3 separate regions of the Mus musculus genome follow, and all the other regions are linked to region 1. Evidence: chromatin contacts called from public Hi-C and HiChIP or PLAC-seq data. All regions are on one chromosome and are shown on one strand. The core of a region is the stretch at or near the end of the contact, and the rest is flanking DNA. Distances in the headings are between cores, read along the strand shown.

Evidence for each region. A called contact is a pair of places that touch in the nucleus more often than the background predicts. HiChIP or PLAC-seq counts read pairs in DNA pulled down with a chosen protein or histone mark.
Region 2: an H3K4me3 HiChIP or PLAC-seq map of the SCID.adh cell line shows a contact between it and region 1, with 5 times the contacts expected there. The contact joins two enhancer-like sites. A contact is called at or near these places in 1 of 15 datasets of contacts at CTCF or cohesin (large pre-B cells), 2 of 484 Hi-C or Micro-C datasets (the G1E-ER4 cell line and Th1 cells) and 5 of 115 datasets of contacts at active chromatin or transcription factors (DN3 thymocytes, the SCID.adh cell line, acute myeloid leukemia and 2 more).
Region 3: a Hi-C map of the N1E-115 cell line shows a contact between it and region 1, with 7 times the contacts expected there. The contact joins two enhancer-like sites. A contact is called at or near these places in 2 of 484 Hi-C or Micro-C datasets (the N1E-115 cell line and bone marrow-derived macrophages) and 2 of 115 datasets of contacts at active chromatin or transcription factors (acute myeloid leukemia and large pre-B cells).

What each region holds. Positions count from the first base shown.
Region 1 is chr15:63,651,263-63,655,121 of GRCm38.p6, reverse strand. No RefSeq gene overlaps it. Among named protein-coding and RNA genes, the nearest start is that of 4930449C09Rik, 65 kb to the left of the region's middle. Within about 2 kb of position 2,376, at least 38 of the 459 cell types and tissues checked have an H3K27ac peak or open chromatin away from gene starts, as enhancers often do. A contact at or near this core is called in the N1E-115 cell line and the SCID.adh cell line, where this site is marked.
Region 2 is chr15:63,278,719-63,282,626 of GRCm38.p6, reverse strand. No RefSeq gene overlaps it. Among named protein-coding and RNA genes, the nearest start is that of Gm41335, 76 kb to the left of the region's middle. Within about 2 kb of position 2,571, at least 10 of the 459 cell types and tissues checked have an H3K27ac peak or open chromatin away from gene starts, as enhancers often do. A contact at or near this core is called in the SCID.adh cell line, where this site is marked.
Region 3 is chr15:63,216,940-63,220,900 of GRCm38.p6, reverse strand. No RefSeq gene overlaps it. Among named protein-coding and RNA genes, the nearest start is that of Gm30159, 73 kb to the right of the region's middle. Within about 2 kb of position 2,295, at least 3 of the 459 cell types and tissues checked have an H3K27ac peak or open chromatin away from gene starts, as enhancers often do. A contact at or near this core is called in the N1E-115 cell line, where this site is marked.

The DNA.
Region 1 (3,859 bases), core at 1,127-3,626:
ACTTAGAACTGAACTCAGACCACCCTTACTGCTTCATCTCTCCAATGTCTTCAGTAAATAGTATTAAGGCCAGCATGTTAGTATGAGCAAGGGATGTGAAAGACCCATGACAGTGCCTGGCTTTGTAGCTGGGCTCTGACTTACCAGCTTTTTGACCTTGGAAGTTCATTTAACCTATTGAGCATCAGTTTCCTCTGCTGTGAACTATGGGGTAATGACAGCTGTCTTACCAGGATTGTATGACAAACCGGAACTAGTTGCATCTAACATTGTGCACACTTTACTGATGACAGTTTTGGGTCTGAGACATTTGCTATCTTGCTCAAGATCACAACATAAGTGAACAGTAGACTTGAGGTTGAATCTTGATGTTCAAATTGCAAGAATGGTGCCTTTTCTATTTCTTTCAAATTCACTTTTAAAACTGAACTGATCAATGCATGTCTTCTCCTAAGATACGCATCAGTACGTTCCCTTGTTCTAGTACCAGTATCTGATAGCTTTAGACTCCCTGGAGTCTATGTATTCTGAACTTTCATGATGTCTAAACCCATCACAACAGAGTGACATTTTCTTTCACGTAGTACCCAGCTATCACAGAGCAGAGTCCATGCAAACCGCCTGCCAACAATTTGATATTGAACAGTCTGGATTTGAGAAAAGTGTGGGACTGTGGCATGCCAGCTCTTGAATGTCTCCCTTTGGTCTTCCTGACTTTTCCTTTTCTCCCAGCAATTCACCCTTTGAAACTCTATGTTCTTGATGTTGAAGGGATGGCAAGTTTAGCTATCATCTGACCTGGAAAGATGACCCTTAGGCAGAAAGATGACCTCAGGAAGATTAGGGAAATAGCTGTCTCCCACTGTGGACTCAGACTATTAGACATGAAAACCCATTGTTTCCCACCAATCCCAGACCCCCCTTGAGAAGAGCCACGTGTGTGTAATCATAGGTTCTCATATTAATTCCCCTGGGACCACAACATTCCCAGTTGGTGTACACGTAGTGCCACTACATCCTTGGACTGACAGGTACTTTGGTTCCATTTTCTGGTCTAATTCTCTGGCTGATATTTGGGTCCATCTTTCTACGATCCTCTCAACTGTTCTAACGACACAAAGTTCCATTTTGGGAGTTGTACCAGGCCACCTTGGGAAAACAAAATCTGTCTCCATTTCTCAATTGCCATTTGAGGGTCCAGCGGAAAGAACACAAATTTGAACAAACAGTATTTCATTGTATATTCAACAGAGAAACACACTCTTGTATGTCAACATTACGAGGAAGGCTGAGGATAGCTTTATAGTTTCTCTGAGGAAACGATCGTTCAGTTGGTACAAACGCTTATAGGACTTTTTATCTTACTCTTCATAGCCACTGGTCCCTGAAGAGAAGCTCTTTTATCACACTGGATTTCTCTGTTTCCCACTTGAGAACCTTAACCCCTTGGAGTAGGATCTATGCGCTTTGTAATCCAGAAGTTTTTATTCGGATACCATACTCATTTCTATCCTGGCACATGTTAGCAAGAGAAGAGTAAAAATTGTTAATTCATGGGAGAAAATAACAGCATTAATGAATGTATAGATTTACAAAGACACACATATACCATACTCATTTCTATCCTGGTACATGTTAGCAAGAGAAGAGTAAAAATTGTTAATTCATGGAGAAAATAACAACATTAATGAATGTATAGATTTACAAAGACACACATATACCATACTCATTTCTATCCTGGTACATGTTAGCAAGAGAAGAGTAAAAATTGTTAATTCATGGAGAAAATAACAGCATTAATGAATGTATAGATTTACAAAGACACACATATACCATACTCATTTCTATCCTGGTACATGTTAGCAAGAGAAGAGTAAAAATTGTTAATTCATGGGAGAAAATAACAGCATTAACGAATGTATAGATTTACAAAGGCACACATCATTGGATTGCTTTTGAACCCCATTCTCACTCCCCAGTCCTGTGCACCTAGGAGATACAGCATATAGCTTAGGTTGTTATGTATGCAAGGGGATTTAGAAGAGATCCTTTGGAGGAATGTCATATTTTAAAGATGGAGCTACTTTAAAAAAAAAAAGAGTCTCTCTGACCTTGAGTAAGCAACTTTATACACCATCTTACATGGCTGGTTTTAAATTGTCTGTTAGAGGCCACAATGGTAGCTGTTCTGCCAGGCCCTGAGACTGTTCAAGGGATGAAGCGAGATAATGCAGGTGAAGTCTTAAGTACTGGCTTAAGGGCAGCTGTGTGCGTAGTGTTTGAAAAATGTGCGCACTGGGAGCAGGAGGCTTGATTTCAAGCCTCCAGGCTGCACATCTTGAAGCTGAACTATGTTCAGGGTGAATCAAACAATTCCAAATACTGGCAGCAGGGGGCGCTCTTGCACTTTCCTTAGATTGTCCTAATCGGCTAAGAGGAGGAAACAACTTTTTGTCTCCATTTTCTAATTTAGTTCTTGGGTCCATTTGGGTGTGGAGGACAACATTGTGTCCGTTCACTGGGATGGTCCAGCCCATGAATTTCCAAAATGGCAGCAGTCTGATCTAGATTGATTTTGTTTTTATCTGTGCTTTGTGTAGGTGCCACAGACAATCTGGGTCCCTGGTCTGGCATGTAGGACAGATAGGTGCTGACCCTGTGACCTAAATTTCACAAGAAGAGTCCAGGTCAACAAAGAGTTTGATAGTTCGAGGGGCCAAACTGTCTTCTGGCTTGTTCATGATCGACCTGTGGTAGCATGGTGTGTAGCAGTAGCGGGGATATTCTGCTGTACTGTCAGGAATGAAGATGAGATGTGGAATGTGGGTCCTAGGGGGTACATCTTAAAAGCCCTAGCTAGTGTGGATGGGTCGTTATGGGACGGCATCAATGAGTAAATGAGTCCATGTTGCATCATTGCCATCTTATCATGGACACTGGAAGCCTTGAAGATAAATGAGAAAGGTGTGAGACACATATGGCATATATGGGTTTACAGAAACTCAGCTCAGGCCTCACACTCTGGTATGCTTTGTGCTGGTCTTTGATGTGTGTGTGTGTGTCAGAGTGGGGGTTAGGGGTTTCTACACCATACCCCTTTTGTTGATACTGACAATATAAAACCAAGAGGACAGTATAAGTAATTTTCCCAATGCAACTGACCAAGTTTTTTAAAAATGTGTATCATATACATATGTGTCTATATATGGCATATATGTATATATCATATATAAAATATATTTTAGACATAGTGCCAAAAGTGTGTGTGTATATACATACATATATATATATATATATATATATATATATACACATGTATATATATGTATATACACACACACACACACACACACACACATATATATATATATATATATATATATATATTCATTCAATTCTTGGATTGCAACCAATTAAGCCATTAAAGCGAGGTAAGTTGTTCCTTTAATCTGTGAATTTCATGTGAGTTTTACTAATGTCCCAATCACAAATCATGCCAAAATGAGGAGCTGAGTCCCACATTAAACTTGAGTTTCGTTAGCCTCCTTAAGCTCAGAAAAGCTTCCTGTCTTTTGCGACAATACTACCTTGGAAGGACACAGATTGAGGTATGTTGTAGACTCTTCCTCAAGCCAGTTTTCCCCACGATGCCTTGTGATCAGATTCAACTCCCGCATTTCTAGCCCCAGCATCGTGGAAGGGCTACTGTGTCTTTTCAAGCACTATGGTGGATACACATAATGCCAGCTTCCCTCATTACTGGTGATGTGAGCTATTTGCCTAAGGTCCTTTCTGCCAGGCTTCTCTGCTGCCAAGGCTCTGAATTTCCCTTTGTAGCTAATGCGTAGCCCTATTGGCA
Region 2 (3,908 bases), core at 1,322-3,821, 370 kb after region 1:
AAAATTAAGTTGAATGCTTTGTCATTATATATTATTAAATATATAAATAGTGGGCATACACACAAACACACACACACACACACACACACACACACACACACACACATGTAATTGTTGTATTTTCCTGTTGAACTAAACCCTTGCTTATAATATCATGATCTTTGTCTGTTATTGTATTTAAGTCTTTTATATATGACATAAGTTACTGCTGCTCTCTCTTGGCTTTTATTTGTGTGGCATATCTTTTAACATCCCTTTCATTTTAGATTGCATGTGCTCTCACTTGTGATGGGAGTTTCTTATAAGCAGTATACCACTGAACTTTTTTCTTTTATCCATTCATCCAGTTTAAGTCTTTTAATTGGGAGATATAGTTTGTTTACATTCCATTATTATTGATATATTTGCATTTAACTCTGTCCTTTAAAATAATTCTTTTTGTATTAACATGTGGATATTTTGTGATTTTTTTGGGTTAATAATGTTTGACTTTTTTTTCTATTTCTGCTTTGAGTGTTTGTTTTTCCAATAGATTTTATGCTATCATGGTGTTAATTATTATTCTTTTGTTTCTGGATGTTGAACTCCATCAGGCATTATTTACAAAGATATTTTGTTGGTAATGTATTATCTCAGTTGTTTGTTTTAAAATTTATTTACTTTTAAGTTCTGAAAAATAATGTTTCTGGGCATAATAATCATGGTCAACACATTCATTCTTTCATAATTTCTAATAATATAGTTCCTAACTTACAAGTGTCCTGATTAAAATATGTTGCTATCCTAATGTGGATTCATTTATATGTGACCTGCTGATACTTTTCTTCAAGAGTTTAGAATTCTCTCTCTCTTTTTTTCTTTTTTTCTTTTGTAATTTTGAGACTTTGACTAAGATATATCAAGATTAGGACATTTTCACCTCAAGTCTATTTAGAGTCCTATGGCCATTTGGCCTCTATATGTTTAGATCTTTCTCAATATGGAAGTTGTCCACAGCTATTAACTCAAAGTGTAAGTTTTTTTAACCTCTCATATATTCCTCCTCTCCATGTACTGCCCTCCCAAATAGGAAAACACTTGTTTACTTAATCAAACCCTAGAGTTCTTTGGGGCTACAATCATTCTCTTAGTTTTTCTTTTTTGTTTGTCATTTTGTGGGATTTCAAATTTTCTCTACAAAGTGGTATCCTTTCTTCTGTTTGTTCTAGTCCGGAACTTTCCACTGTGTTTTATATTTGACTTATTGTGCTCTTCATTTTGAAGGTTTCTGTTTGGGTCTTTCTCAAAATCTTTGCTGTTTTTCTCACTGTGGCAGCTATTGTATTTTCTTCGACCATCTTGGATCCTTGTAATCATTCTTTTTAAAACTTATTTTTTTTATTCCTCTCTCATAGAATACATCCTGATGGCAGCCTCCCCTCTCCATTTCCCACAGTGATTCCCACCCTTCCCCCAAATCCAGTTTCTGTGTTTCCCTTCAGAAAAGTATAGGCCTCCCAATAATATCAACCGAACATGGTATAGAAAGATGCAATAAGACTAGGCATAAACCCTCATATCAAGGCTGGAGGAGGCAATGCAATAGGAGGAAAAGGGTCCACAGTCAGGCAAGAGTCCTCATTCCCACTATTCATGCATTACCTTGGTATCATTTTTGTTGGTCTATTGACAACCAGTTACCATGTCCCTGGGAGCATTGTGTCCCTTTGTATTTTCTTCCACACACCACACCCCCCCTTTTTAAACCATACTTTGAGATTTATATATCCAGTGAACCATTCTTGCTATCACCTTTATAAGACAGTTTTTGTGCTAAGCAGCTTTCTTATAAAAACCTGTCTTATGGTTATGGGTTTGATATGTTGTGTTTGCTCTGAGAAGGACCCAGTCTCTTTTTGCAATCTGCTGAAATCCTAAAGATTGTGATAATTCAGAGTTTACTGACACTAAGAGTGGTGCAAATTCAGAAATAAGTTTATTCTCATGATAAAATCAGTCACAGTAGCTTAGGGTCTTCATCAGTTGTAGCATCCTAAGGTCTGAGGGTTTGTGAACTTCCTAAATGATATGAGTATCTTCTCCAAAACAAAGCTGTATGGTTACTCTCGGTTGCTCTTCTCAGCAGTATGAAAATCTATGGCAACTGTAAATTTTTCCGGTAGCTAGGATTTTGGTAGCATTTTCTGAGTCTCTCCTATTCATTCTTTCTCTTACACATGTGAAGTCTCCTCCTCAACTGGAGAGCTTGATAGCAGTTGCCTCAGAAACATTTTCTTCTTTATAGGCTACTTTCCCAAGTATCTGAATCAGCCTCTTTCCTGCTAAGTTCAAGCATTTCTGCATGACCACTCTCCTCAAAAAGTTCCTGTCTACTTATTGTTTTCTATTTCCTTTCTGGAAGAGGAAACATGTGCTGAATCGCTGTTCAGTCATCATATAATGTCCTCCAATGATGTTTTACAGCTTTAGTGGTACCCTCAAAGCCCGTTTGGTATTTCACTACTTAGCTTCCATCCACTCTTCTTTTCATCCATCTATGGCTTCAGTGGGGCCTTGGAACTTTGTGACCCCATAGATCAGACATTCCAGTGGCTGTGTGAAACTACCCTGTGGTGTGTTATCTCATAGCTTACCATTGTAATGGAAAGACTGGCAGGTAATTTTTAATCAAATTTAGTGAAATGAAAACAACAGCCAAAGACTGGGTCCGTTACAGGGAACTACAAAGGAGAATTGGAGCTTTGTTGAAAGGCTTCATGGAAACTCCTTGATGTGGATTTTGACAGATGAAGATAAGCATTGGCCAGGTGGCGAAACATGTGAAACCCTTGCCATGCTAATTTGCCTGGGAAATGCATTATGTTTAACAAAAGATGCTGGCTTAATTTGTAATGATACCCGTAAAAACTTAATTTAACCAGCTATGCTTTTTATTTTTTATATCTCAGGATAATATTTAATTACACTGGTTCTTCACAGAATCTATGTCTTCCAGTGGCTGAATGCAGTTTTATTCATTTGCACATACACAAAGCATTTTGTTTAAAGAGCTTCTCTCTTTGTTATTAATCTAGTTAATGGCTTATTCTTTGAATATTAATAATAAGAAACAAAAACATTCCTCATACGTTGCAGGAGTATTTGAATCTCACTCCAGGGAATCAGGTAGTTCATGAGCAATTCCTTGCATTAATCATATTGATGACGTAGAAACTCTTCTGAGGCGTTGATTTATATTAGATATTACTAAAAGAACTAAACAGAATCACAAATAGAAAATGCTAAATACTAAAACATAAACACTAGTTTTCCAATGTTTTGTATATGAATTATCCATAGTTAATCATTAATTTTAACATAGTGATAATTCAGTATATTTCCATTTAAAAGGTGTTACAGAGTATGTGAGTATTAGGTGCCATTCTTCCTAATGCTTCAAATAATTGTTGAAAAATAAAACCTGGCTAAACTGATAACTTGGGCAACACAGATTATGTTCATGCTAAAACAAACTGTCTCATCTAAAATTTTGTACCTTTGAGTCAGCTACAGTGAATTGTTACTATAGGGGATTATGAGATGCTAGAGGGTGAATTTTCTTTTGTGTTCCATGGAGAATGAGATGCAGAGATTCTGATCCTGAGGGTCATGTGAATTTATAAATAGCCCCATTCTCTAGCTATAGAAACCTGGGCTTTGGGTGTTGGTAGAATCTTTATATAATATGAGTTTCTTGAAAATAGATTTTGTAGAAATCTCTAAGTATTTATGCTTTTTATTCTGTTAAAGAATACCATCCACTCAGTCTAGAAATAGAGAGCCAAGTAAAATATACTTTGGGGCTGGTTATTGTCACTAATTGTTAGTTTATTAATTTAGCTGTAAGTGATGACATCAAATCATATAGA
Region 3 (3,961 bases), core at 1,046-3,545, 430 kb after region 1:
CAGGAAAAATAATCTTCAACAAGGAACAGCATACTACATGGTCGTCCATTACCACACGTTCAGCACTGAAAACATATGCATGCAAGTAGCATCAACAAGACAGAGCAGGATGCATTTATGTATTTAGTAACACACACACACACACACACACACACACACACACACACACACACATACACTCACACACAATAACAGCAACAACAACAACCACAACAGCAGCAAGTATTTTAAAAAGAGGCCATGCATTATATGGAGAGCAAGGAGGTCTTATGTGGGAGGATTTGGTGGGGAGGGAGGGAGAAATCATATAATTATATTATAGAAATATTTAATGAAAAAATCTAAAGGGCAAAAACAAAAGCAAAAGGAAAAAGAAAAGTCCTGAAATTGTATTTTTCTTCCTCCCTACCTCCCTCCCTCCCTCCCTCCCTCCCTTCTTCCTATCTTTCTTCTTTCTTTCCCTTCTTCCCTCTTTTTGGGGAGCAAAAGCTCCAAATATAAACACAAAATAAAACTTGAATCATTCACGAACATAACCTAACAACCAGATAAAGTCAAACTGGCAGGCAACTTCACGAAACAAACCATCCTCATGAACACTCTAATGAGAAGCTAGCTGAAAATGTAACGGTTTCAATTCAAGTAAATCAGAGTATACTCTTACATGTTTCAGGGGACATGTTTTGTGGTTTTAAATTTATCTTGAGATTCCTATGCTTCATGTGTACTGAAGCCAAAAGGAAAAGATGAAAGAGAAGAGTTCAGATAAAACCCAGGACACTGCTTATTTTAAATATTCTTTTTTGAAATGTGAGATGCTCTTTATTTTGATTTTGCTGTTAAAATCAGAGACACAACCCATTAGACACTCTGCAACACTCAGCTTGTCTTTGAGTTCTTTATTCTGGATTGAATACTGCTGGCCTGGCCTGCATCTGGGGTATTTTATTTTTTCCTTCTAGATATCACTGGAGACATTTTCTGAGGGCAACCTATGTATCTTCTCATACTCCCTTGTTTTCTTTCCCCCTGTTTTCTAGCCCATCTCTGTCCTTCCTGCCCTCAGCACCAGGAACCTTCTTTGTACTTCCCTATGACCTTCTATCCATCCTATAACTTGCTTTGGTTTTTGGCTCCTCACAGTCATCCACCTCACTTATGCAATGAGTTCTGAGACCACAGAAGTAAAATTCAGATGCAACATGTACCCTTAGAATCATTCACGCATCTGTCAGAGCAAATCAGGATGCTCCTGGGTGCCAAGAATACTTTGCTTCCTCAGGCATGACCAGTTATTTGGATTCTCTTTTTCTCTTAGACAACTCACATACACATTTCAAAGTACCCAGACCTTTGCTGAAATGGCAAAGTTGTTGCGCACAAAGGCAACACATTCTAATCTATCCATCAGTAGCAACACATAATGTTGAAAAGGACCCATTAACTAGGATATATCATTAGCTATATAACTTTGGAAAAACTACTTAAAATATCGAGGGAACACTTATTAATTATTATTATTATTATGTAAATATGGTGGTAAGGAATTGATAAATATATCATTTAATGCTCTGAGAATAATGACTAAGTGACTGGCCAGTCACTGGGCTATCCATAACTAGAAAATAAGATTTTAGTAGTGAAATAAATGTTTTTAATATTCAACCCAGAAACTGGACTTTGCTGCTTATTAGCCAGGCATGTGTGAACATTTTAATAATCTCTTTTGAGTTTGTTATCTCCTCTACAAAAAAAGGAAATAATTAAAATAACTCAGAAAGCTACATTTTTATTGTTCATTTCTAAAATATATTTACTTATTTGCTGGCAATATCATCTTTTGAGGAGACTGGCATAGTTTGTAGTTCTAGTGGATCCTGGTAGATTTTATGGGCACATTGTCAGATCCATTCAACAATGTGAATTAGTTACTCAAGATTTCTTTTCTGCATGGGGTCTATAAGGGATGATGCTACGTGATCCTCTACAGGAAGCTAGTGTGGTGTCAATTCCTATTCTCCAAGTAAGAGATGTATTGGCACCATGCCCAGACAGCGGATGTCAGTAGAAGATCACATTGGAGCATCTATCTCCTTAATTATGAAATGAGGCCTGTCTATTTTTCTCTACAAAGGCTCTGGGACTCCTATGGATTCCCCTGAAGGTGCCTTAATCCCTTAAAGATACTAAACTGAATCCTTTCTTAGATGCTCAATTGAAACCTGAGGTTAGGGTAAAGTACATTTAAAGTTTTACAGCTCTCTGTGTGGGACTGGACAAAGCTCTTAAACATTTTATGGACCCCTAGGTAGCTACTTAAAGCAACTGTGGCTCCCAGAGAGCCAGGCACAGCTGTGAGTTGTGAAAACACAGCTTGATAAAATAATTTCACACATAGTTAGCAATGGCCTTATGTCTTTTTCTATGATGTTCTTTGTATTTTCACTTGACTTTTCATTCAAGCTCACCTGGAATCCACAGTAAGAGTGTAGTCTACCCAAAACCAGATAATGACTCTAATCTTACCTTGCTCATGGATGAATACAAGGTGATAGGTAGAGTTAACAAAGGAAAATCTAGACAATGTCATGTAAATTATTTTTTTTTTGCTGCCATTTGTTAATTACATGGATTTTTAATAGATTTTCTGATGTTAATGCATGAGATAACTGAAGTTCAGAAAAGCTGACTTCTCAGAAATGCAGGTGCCTTTGAGGGCCTCCATGCAGAAGTACATTAAAATGACATGGAAAGTACAAACTCTCACCTGTCTTCCATCCAGCTTCTGGCTACTCATGCCACTTTAGTATCAAGTGCTCTGATGTCAGAAACATAGTATTTAGAAGCAACTCTGATAAAGTTGCATTGCTGCCCGAGTTCAAAGCTAAGGCCTAAGCTACATGGTGAGTCTCCATCTTTTAGGGTATCCCAGGAATACTTTTTCCTCTCGATTTGAGACAATTTGGTGTAGTTTAGTATAGTTTCTAAAAATTGCATGGGGACCCTTGCTTGGACTTGTGCAGTTGTAGGAAAAAATGTAAGCATGCCGGCCTGCTTGGCATAGGATGCTTCTAAAGAAGAAGCATGGCACATGTTCCTGAAGTCAGAATACTGAGTTTTAAGGTGACCCTAGTAGCTGGTAGCTGACTAGCAGACAAGAGTCTACACTTTACATGTCGTTTCCAACATGTTTCATCTGCCTAGACACCTTCATTATTCAATTTGGGGTAATATGCTAACCATACAGTGGAAGCCAATAGGCTTCCACTATATAACTGGTTGTTCACATACAATAGGCCCTCTTCTGAGTGGTTTATCTTTGTGCCCTTTACCAATCCACGGCCATTGCTATTTTGTTGTAGGACATTCAGTAATCACAATACATAATCATCTTCATAAAGATGGTTTACTCCCAAGGATGATCCGGAGAAGAGGGAGACACCAGATTTTCACAGCTTCTGTTTTGCTAAATTTTGTCCCATAACTTCCAAGATCAGTACAATTTTCTTATCTGCAAACATTTCTAGAGGGTATAAAATCAACATTATCTGAAGGTACATTTGTGCTCAACCTTCTGTAAAATAGTTCTGCTTTTAGGGCATTTGATGGAAGGAAGGAGTACAGTAATCAATGTGTACAGGTCTCTGTTTTCAAAGGATTTTGGTCACAATAACCTTGATGTGATAATCTCTTCAGAGTCTATATGTGTATATAAACAAACAGTAAAGCACAAACATATATAGTTTTAATTTGTCATCTATGCAATAATACTGTTTAAAAGATGTTTTTTTGACCAATTGAAGTTGTTACCAGTTTGTATAGCTTTAACCAGCTACAGACAAAGATTTATAAAAATCTGCACCTGGACAACATAGTTAACAAATATGAATTTGTATTATCAGAATACAGATATGAACTCCAGAATATGAACTCAAGCCAACCCTTCCTCAATCAGATGTCA